Linked DNA regions of Sus scrofa: region 1 is linked to region 2. The links are chromatin contacts, called in public Hi-C maps. All regions are on one chromosome and are shown on one strand. The core of a region is the stretch at or near the end of the contact, and the rest is flanking DNA. Distances in the headings are between cores, read along the strand shown. Region 1 holds the start of HDAC6 (histone deacetylase 6). Region 2 holds the start of GLOD5 (glyoxalase domain-containing protein 5).

Region 1 (4,011 bases), core at 1,330-3,829, 41 kb before region 2:
GTGCCTGGCATGTTGGAAGCACAGTAAAGGGACCAGTGTGTGTGAGGTGAAGCGAAGCAAAGCGAATGAGGGGGAGGACTGGCTGATGAGGTCACCAAGGTGCTAGGGAACCAGATCACGTGGAACCTTAGAGGCCAAGAGGCTGGGGTGAAGAATGTGAACTTTACCTTCAGGGCAACAGTTTGCCCTTGAAGGACTTAAAGAGAGAGAACATCATCTTATACATATTTTTGGCGTGGAGGGGGAGCATGGGCAGCAGGGCTGAGGGTGGGAGGCCTCTGCAAGTCTAGGTCAGAGATGATGGTGGCAGCAATGGAGGCGGAGAGGAGAGGTGAGATTCTGAACATAGAGCCAAAAGGATGTGCTGATAGATTGCAACGTGTGACTCTTCTGTATCAGCACAGACATCCCTTCTTCAAGGAAGCCTCCTGGGAACCCTGGATGCTAGTCTAGGGTCCTCTATTAAACACTTCTGACTCCCCTGGTCTCGAGTCCTTCTTCATGAAAACACCTCACACTGCTGGCGGCTGTTTGATGACCTGCTCTCCTTATCGCCTGTCAGCTCCTGGAGAAGGATCCCTGTCTATCTGGTCTGATACATCTGTAATCACCATCCCTGGGCACACAGTAGGCTCTCAATAGATATGTGTTGACTAAATGAAAAGAACCCATTCGAGCCTGAGCCTCGTCTCCCTAGGTCATGTGCTAGAGTAAGAAAGGATTCATTCTTGCTAATGGGCTCTAAGGGTGTATGTTTGTGTGATTTGAGTATGGCCTGGAGAAGCCAGCCTCACCTGTCATCCCAGAGGCAGTGGAATTCATTTAGCTGCTCATCCAACACCAAGCCAGTGCCAGACGGTGTCCTGGCCTCCAGGTTCAGATCCTGTGAGGAAAAAGAAAAAAGGGAAAGGCTGATGCATTGAGAGCCTGAGTCAGAGGGAACCTCCCACACTCTCCAGGATGGAGAACCTCACGGTTTTGATTGTCACAGGAGGCTACATTGCAGCCAGGCCCCCTCTCACCAGCCCTTGGAGCCCCACGATTAGGTCTTGCTCGGCTGCTTGGCTAAGCTTCTTCATTCTGCCTTTCTTCTTTACATCCGCTAGATTGGGGCTGGAGCGGAGTCCGGCACCCTTTTTAACACCTCGCTTCTGCCAAACAGAGAGAAGGGTCAGAGTCCAGTACACGGCCCACTGCTCCCCCTCCCCCTCAAGAGGGCCGGTCAGGGGCCTCACCGAGGTGACGCTGGAGTCGTGTGGGGGGGAGTGGGGGTTGTGCCTACTTCTTCGCTGCCTGGTTGTGGTGGAATCCTGGCCGGTGGAGGTCATGGCTGGGGAGACTTCACCCCTGACGCGGTTCTGGGGGGTGGGATGGAGGTGACTGAGAAGGGGCCCCGAGCGCCCTGAAGACCCCTCATCCCAGCCCCTTCCCAGGCCCCGCCCCCTACGCTAGCCTCCATCCCTTAGGCTATCTATTCCCCACCACCTCTAAACTCCGCCTCTCTCAAGGCTCTCTCCCTCCAAGGGGGTGTCCATTCCACTTGGTCCCGCCCATTCCACGAGGCTCCACCCCTTTACACTATTCTTTACCCTTTCGGTCTGGCTCTTTCACAGAGCAATTAACCCCCTGGCCCAGTCCTGATCTAAGCCAGCCCTTGCCAGCTAATCACCGCCCCTTTCACTCTATCAAGCCCCATTCCCAGATCCTTTCATTCCTCAAAGCCTCGCCCAGACCCCACCCCTTCGCAAACCTGCCCTGGCCAGCCAATCTCCCAGGATAATCACCCACCCTTTCACTCAGCCAGCCCCAGCCCCGGGCCCCGACTCCACCCTTAACGATCCACTTAACTCCACCCCTTATCGGGCTGGACCGGCACCTTCCACTAGGCTAGATCCCGCCCCTAACGTTTCAAGGAGCCCAGCTCCTCAGGGGACTGCCCTTTCCCTTCCGCCAGGCTCCACCCCCTGCCCAGGCCCAACCCCAAACGCTTCCCCAAGCCCCTACAGCCATTTCCGAGCCCCTCCCCCAGACCCGCCCCCCCCTCCCCGCCCCCGCTGTCGACGTTGACGAATCCCTCCACTCACTTGGCGCAGCCCCTTTCTCAAACTCCGCCCTTGGCGCGCGCCGCCAATTTCTCGGCGACCTGTAGGGCCGCGGGTGCCTGAGCCTCTCTTTTCCATTGGGCCAGATCTCTCTACAGCCCGCCCCGATCCCGCCCACACCGGGGAGAGCCGGCCTTGCGCCTCCAGCGGAACGCACAAACGGCGGATCAGCGCGTCAGTGCGCGACGCTGGCCGTGCCGCGCCTGCGTGAAGCGCGCGCCGGCTGCCTGACGCGGCGCTCGGGCTCAAGCTTCTCCCCTCCCCCAATCGCCACAGCTGTCACCCTGGCGGTCGTGACCGCGGTTTCTTTGTCCCTGTCCAGTTACCTTAGGAGCCCACCGGACTCGCGCCAACTGTACCGTGCGGTGACTCAAGAGTGCAAGCAAGCAAGCGAGGGAGTTAGGAAAGGGCGTCTTCTCCCTGCCCCCTGGCTTCCCGCGCGGCGCGCCGTGATGACGTAGCGCGGGCGGGCTGGTGGCTGGGCCTGGAGCGCGGTGGAAATTGGACGAGGCTGGTGGCGGCCAAAAAGGGAGTGGTGATGATGACAAATGTGAGAATTTTCTGAGTTCATATTCACTAAGGTGGTACGCAAGGAAGCACTCACCAAATGTTAGCTATTAATAGTCTGCCGCGAAAATGGATGGTGGAATGGAAGGGGGAATGATCGTGACGATAGCAAGTTGTATGTGACAGGCATTGTCGTAAGCCACAGTTCTATGAGGTACTTCCCAGTACTAAGGCTGCTTTGCAGATAAGGAAACTGAGGTTATGGGACTTAGCCATGTGACTTTGGGCAAGTTACTGAACGACTCTGTGCTTCAGTTTCCTCCTCTGGGAAATTGTGATAATAGTGCCGGGGAGTCAGAATGGACCTTGGGAGGGGAGTTTTTCTTGGGTGACAGCTCTTCCTGTCTGCTCCCTCCAGTGGGTAACCTCTGCACGCAAGCTGGAATAGAAAGTGTATGGGTAGGGGGGAGTTGCGCCCCCCCCCCACAATGCGCCCTCCCAACTCTCTCCCACCCCATGGCTAAATGTCTGAATATCAGCCTCGCAGGAGGCCGGTTTGTCCTCCTAATCTCCCTCTCTCATTCTTCACCATTTCCTACCGGGCTGTAGGCTGGGGCGGGAGAGATAAGGGGTCTGGGGTTCAGCATCGCTGACTAACCAACAGATTGACAGCCCCACCGCCCAGTAGCTGGGCCCTCTGACACTCTTGCAAACCCGTTTCAACCTAGTCTTCCCTTCCACTCTTTTCCTACCTGAACGTGTCTTTTGTCCCAGTGGAAGAGGGTCGCAGCTAAAAGACCTTTACACCTCCACGTACGCCAGAGAAAACATGTATATGCAGTGATAAACACAGAGGAACGTTCTGAGGTGATGCTTGCAAAGTGAAAGAGTAGGGAGTCTTGTAAGGGCCAAGACCCACTTTTTTTGTATAGTCAGAAGGGAGGTTTCTGTACAACAAAGGTTGGCAAACTTTTTCTGTAAAGGGCCAGATAGTAAATATTTTAGGTTTTGCAGGCCACATACTGGCCTCTGGGGCATTTTCTTCCTTCCTTTTCTTTCTTTCACTTTCTCTTTTCTTTTCTTCATCTTCTTTTTTTAGGGCTGCACTCGCAGCATATGGAGGTTCCCAGGCTAGGGGTCCAGTCGGAGCTGTAGCTGCCGGCCTACACCACAGCCACAGCCACAGCCACACCAGTTTGGAGCCGTGTCTGAGACCTACACCAGAGCTCAGTGCAATGCCGAATCCTTTAACCCACTGAGCCAGGCAAGGGATTGAACCTGCGTCCTCGTGGATGCTAGTCAGATTCGTTTCTGCTGAGCCATGACGGGAACACCTTCCCTTTTCTTTCCTTTTCTTTCTTTTGCCTTTCCATGGCACACAGAAGTTCCCAAGCCAGAGATG
Region 2 (4,175 bases), core at 592-3,091:
ATGGCACACAAAAGTTCCCAGGTCACAGCAGTGACAACACTGGATCCTTAACCTGCTGGGCCACAAGGGAGCTCCCAGATTCTTGATATGGAAGCTTAGGTAACTGATTTTCAACTTTTCTGATCTATAGGCATTTAGAGCTACACATTTCACCTAAGCACTGCTTTAGCCGCATCCCCCACTTTTACTAGTTTTTGGAAATTAACTCAACCTACTCCTCTCATTATTCAGTGCCCTGCTAGCTCAGACTCGCTTCGTTATTCCTGCTTTGCAGATGCGGAGCTCCATCTTGACAAATTCAAGGATAAGCACAGCTGCCTTGCGTTCTCTCTCTCTTTTTTTTTTTTAGGGCCGGACCCGAGGCATAGGGAAATCCCCAGGCTAGGGGTCAAATCGGAGCTGTAGCTGCCGGCCTACACCACAGCTGCAGCAACGCCAGATCCTTAACCCACTGAGCGTGGCCAGCCAGGGATGGAACCCGCGTCCTCATGGATGCTAGTCGGGTTTGTTACTGCTGAACCACAACGGGAATTCCAGAGCCGGCTCTTTAAGAACAGGAAGACCCTCCAAGCGGCTTAGAATCCAAGAGTGAGTGAGACAGGAGGAGGAGGGGGAAGGCAGGTCCAGATCATGCAGGACCTCTGAGGTGAAGTTAGGGAGACTGCTTTATAAAATGATGATCAACTGAAAAAGAACGCACAACCTAAAAGTTGTGAGTTAGGACCAGGACGATAATAGCCCAGGAGACAGCCCCTTAGCCCCGAGGAACTGATCCAAAGACGTAAGGGAAGGGCCTTTGGCTGGGGAAAAAAAAAAAAGAAAAAAAAAAAAAAAAACCAACCCTGGAGTCGAACATTAAAAGGTTACAGCTAATCACAAAAAACAGACATCTCAAGTTAATGATTTTAGGGCTTTTCTTTGTATGGAAAGATACAAGAGTCTGGGGTCATTAAAATAATTCCTCACATATGCATCTTAACTAGCTAGGGCCCATATCCTGTTTTTCTCCATCCTGAATTCCTTCAGGGCACCCCATTGCGGGGCAGCTGCAGAGGCTGAGGGCTTGAGGGTAGGCAACCAGACGTCGTAATCACCTAAGCTTACTGAGTGCCAAACCCTCTTCTAAACCCTACACAAAATATAATCGATTTTATTCCTCACAACAACCGTATATGTGTCTTACATGCATAAATATATAAAATCTAGCATCTCTAAAATACGATACGCTCCCCCCTGCCTCCTCCACAGGGAAGGCTTCTATCTTTTTACAAAGTCCTTTTCAAGGTCTCCTTCAGGGTGCTGGGTGCCAGGTTCCCTGGAATTCTAGCAAACCTCAAGCTCGGTGCTGCTTCCTGGCCGCTCCCCGCACCACCCCATCCTGGTGGCCCTGGCTGAACTGGCTCCCATAGCCGCCCTGAGGGAGCAGAGCGGAGCCGCCAAACCTCAGCCCAGGGCCCCTCCAGCAGACGGGCTGCCGGCTGAGCCTGTGTTAGAGCAGACAGTCCCCGTGTCCCTCTGCTGCCCTCTGCTTGTCTTTGAAAGAGGAAGGAAGAGAGAGGAGGATGGAAAAATGGATGACAGCATACGGGGATAACCCGCATGGAAAGGAAGCAGGCTCCCAGGTCCAGCCAGGGACCCCCAGCCTTGGCGCCGACACCTGTGCCCAAGCCCCCCTGCTGCCACCCCATGCACCTGCTTCTCCGAAGTCCTGCTCCACATCCTGGCTGGCAGCCTGGAGCGCAGACGGCACAGCATGTAGGCTAAGTGTCCTCGCCCCTGGGGCTCCAAGACAACCCTCTGGCTCAGTGCCTGGAGATCAAGGGGCAGGAATGGGAGGGCCACGGACTGAGGACTGCTGGTGGTGACAGAGGTAGGTGGTGCAAGTACACGGACTCTGACATGAAACTCAGGGCCTCGAAAGTAAAGGCTTAGAGTTTCTGTCCTGGCGCAGCAGAAATGAATCCAACTAGGAACCGTGAGGTTGTGGATTTGATGCCTGGTCTCGCCCAGTGGGTTAAGGACCGGGCGTTGCCGTGAGCTGGGGTGTAGGTCGAAGATGCAGCTGGAATCTGGCGTTGCTGTGGCTGTGGCTGTGGCTGTGGCAGGCAGCTACAGTTCCGATTTGACCCCCAGCCTGGGAATCTCCATATGCCACCGGTGCAGCCCTAAAAAGCAAAGAAAAAAGAAAGAAAGAAAGGAAGTAAAGGCTTAAGGTGAGCCCTTGCCAGTTCAGGGCACCATAATATAGCATTATGGACGGGGTTGCCAGAACCACAGGAATTTATCTTCTCACCATCCTGGAGGCCAGAACTCCAAGATCAGAGTACCAGCATGGTCAAGTTCTGATGACATTTCTCTCCCTGCCTTACAGGCGGCGACCTTCTTTCCGTGTCCTCACCTGGCAGAGAGAAAGAACATGTTGTCTTGTATCTTTTTTTTTTTTTTTTGTCATTTTGCCATTTCTAGGGCCGCTTCCGCGGCATATGGAGGTTCCCAGGCTAGGGGTCGAATCAGAACTGTACCCTCTGGCCTACGCCAGAGCCACAGCAACGCGGGATCCGAGCTGTGTCTGCAACCTACAGCACAGCTCCCGGCAACGCCCGATCCTTAATCCACTGAGCAAGGCCAGGGATCGAACCCTCAACCTCATGGTTCCTAGTCGGATTCGTTAACCACTGTACCACGACGGGAATTCTATTGTCTGGTATCTTTTTATAGGGGCACTAATACCACCATGAGAACTTCAGCCTCGTGACCTGGTCTAACCCTAATTATCTCCCAAAGGCCCTTAATACTATCACATTGGGGGGTTAGGGCTTCAACACATGGTTTTGGAAGCGGGACATAAACAGTCCATAACAAGATAGATATGTGGGAGTTCCCATCGTGGCGCAGTGGTTAACGAATCCGACTAGGAACCATGAGGTTGCAGGTTCGGTCCCTGGCCTTGCTCAGTGGGTTAACGATCCGGCGTTGCTGTGAGCTGTGGTGTAGGTTGCAGACGAGGCTCAGATCCCGAGTTGCTGTGGCTCTGGTGTGGGCCAGTGGCTACAGCACTGATTTGACCCCTAGCCTGGGAACCTCCATATGCTGTGGGAGCGGCCCTGGAAAAGGCAAAAAAAAAGATGGATATGTGTAAGGGATTATTATTTTGGGGGGGATGGTTTGGCCACGCCCATGGCCTGCAGAAGTTCTTGAGCCAGGGAGCCACATCACAGCAGTGACAATGCCAGATTCCCAACCTGCCGAGCCACTAGGTAACTCCTGTAAGAGATTACTTTGTAATAACAACATAGAAAAGCCACCTATCCCCAAGTATTGGGGGGAACCTTTCTTCTAGGGTGTGAGTCCTCTGATGTCTTTAAAGTGTCTCCAGAGTGTGAGATCTTTGATCTGTTTGCGAGTCTATGTCCAGGGTACAAAGTTAGGGATAATCTGAGTTAGAGTATAACTACTCTAACGTAATTGTCTGTTTCCAAGCCAAGATCTTAGAGCTATTAAGTGTTCTTTGTCCCATGGTGTAATGTTTCTTTCTTTCTCTTTTTTTTTTTTTTTTTTTGTCCTTTTGCCTTTTCTAGGGCCGCTCCTGCGGCATATGGAGGTTCCCAGGCTAGGGGTCTATTCAGAGCTGTAGCCCCAGGCCTGTACCACAGCCACAGCAACTCGGGAACCAAGCCTTGTCTGCAAACTACACCACAGCTCACGGCAACGCCAGATCCTTCACCCACGGAGCAAGGCCAGGGATCAAACCCGCAAGCTCATGGTTCCTAGTCGGATTCACTGTGTCAACCACTGCGCCACGACGGGAACTCCAGGGTGTAATGTTTTTGAATCCTTTTGAGGTGTGAGCTCTGGAGGCCTCCCTATCCCCATCCCTCTTTCACTCCACCCTCACCCTTCACTACTGAGAGGGAACAGTCCTCAGCCCCATTGCTCTTCACCTTACCTTGAGCTGTCCACCATCATCCCCTGGGGCATGTGAGTTTCAGATTCTTTTCTTTTCTTTTTTTTTTTTTTTTTTTGCTTTTTATGGGGGCACCTGCGGCATATGGAAGTTCCCAGGCTAGGTGTTGAATCAGAGCTGCAGTTGCTGGCCTACACCAGAGCCACAGCAACGCCAAATCTGAGCTGTCTGTGACCTACACCATAGCTCACAGCAACGCCGGATCCTTCAC

Evidence for each region. Hi-C and Micro-C count contacts between places; a contact is called where the count stands out from the background.
Region 1: a contact with region 2 is called in a Hi-C map of liver, with 6 times the contacts expected there. The contact joins the promoter of HDAC6 here to the promoter of GLOD5 in region 2. A contact is called at or near these places in 3 of 47 Hi-C or Micro-C datasets (embryonic fibroblasts, epiblast stem cells and liver) and 1 of 2 datasets of contacts at active chromatin or transcription factors (alveolar macrophages).

Annotation. Positions count from the first base shown.
Region 1 is chrX:42,916,479-42,920,489 of Sscrofa11.1, reverse strand. It overlaps HDAC6 (histone deacetylase 6), which reads right to left and starts at 2,579. Exons shown (of 29, transcript XM_003360315.5): 1 at 2,429-2,579; 2 at 1,236-1,358; 3 at 1,023-1,151; 4 at 795-883. The coding sequence starts at 1,328. It overlaps LOC110257658 (a long non-coding RNA gene), which reads left to right and starts at 2,567. Exons shown (of 6, transcript XR_002340570.1): 1 at 2,567-2,652.
Region 2 is chrX:42,874,700-42,878,874 of Sscrofa11.1, reverse strand. It overlaps GLOD5 (glyoxalase domain-containing protein 5), which reads right to left and starts at 1,841. Exons shown (of 4, transcript XM_021079705.1): 1 at 1,693-1,841. The coding sequence starts at 1,755.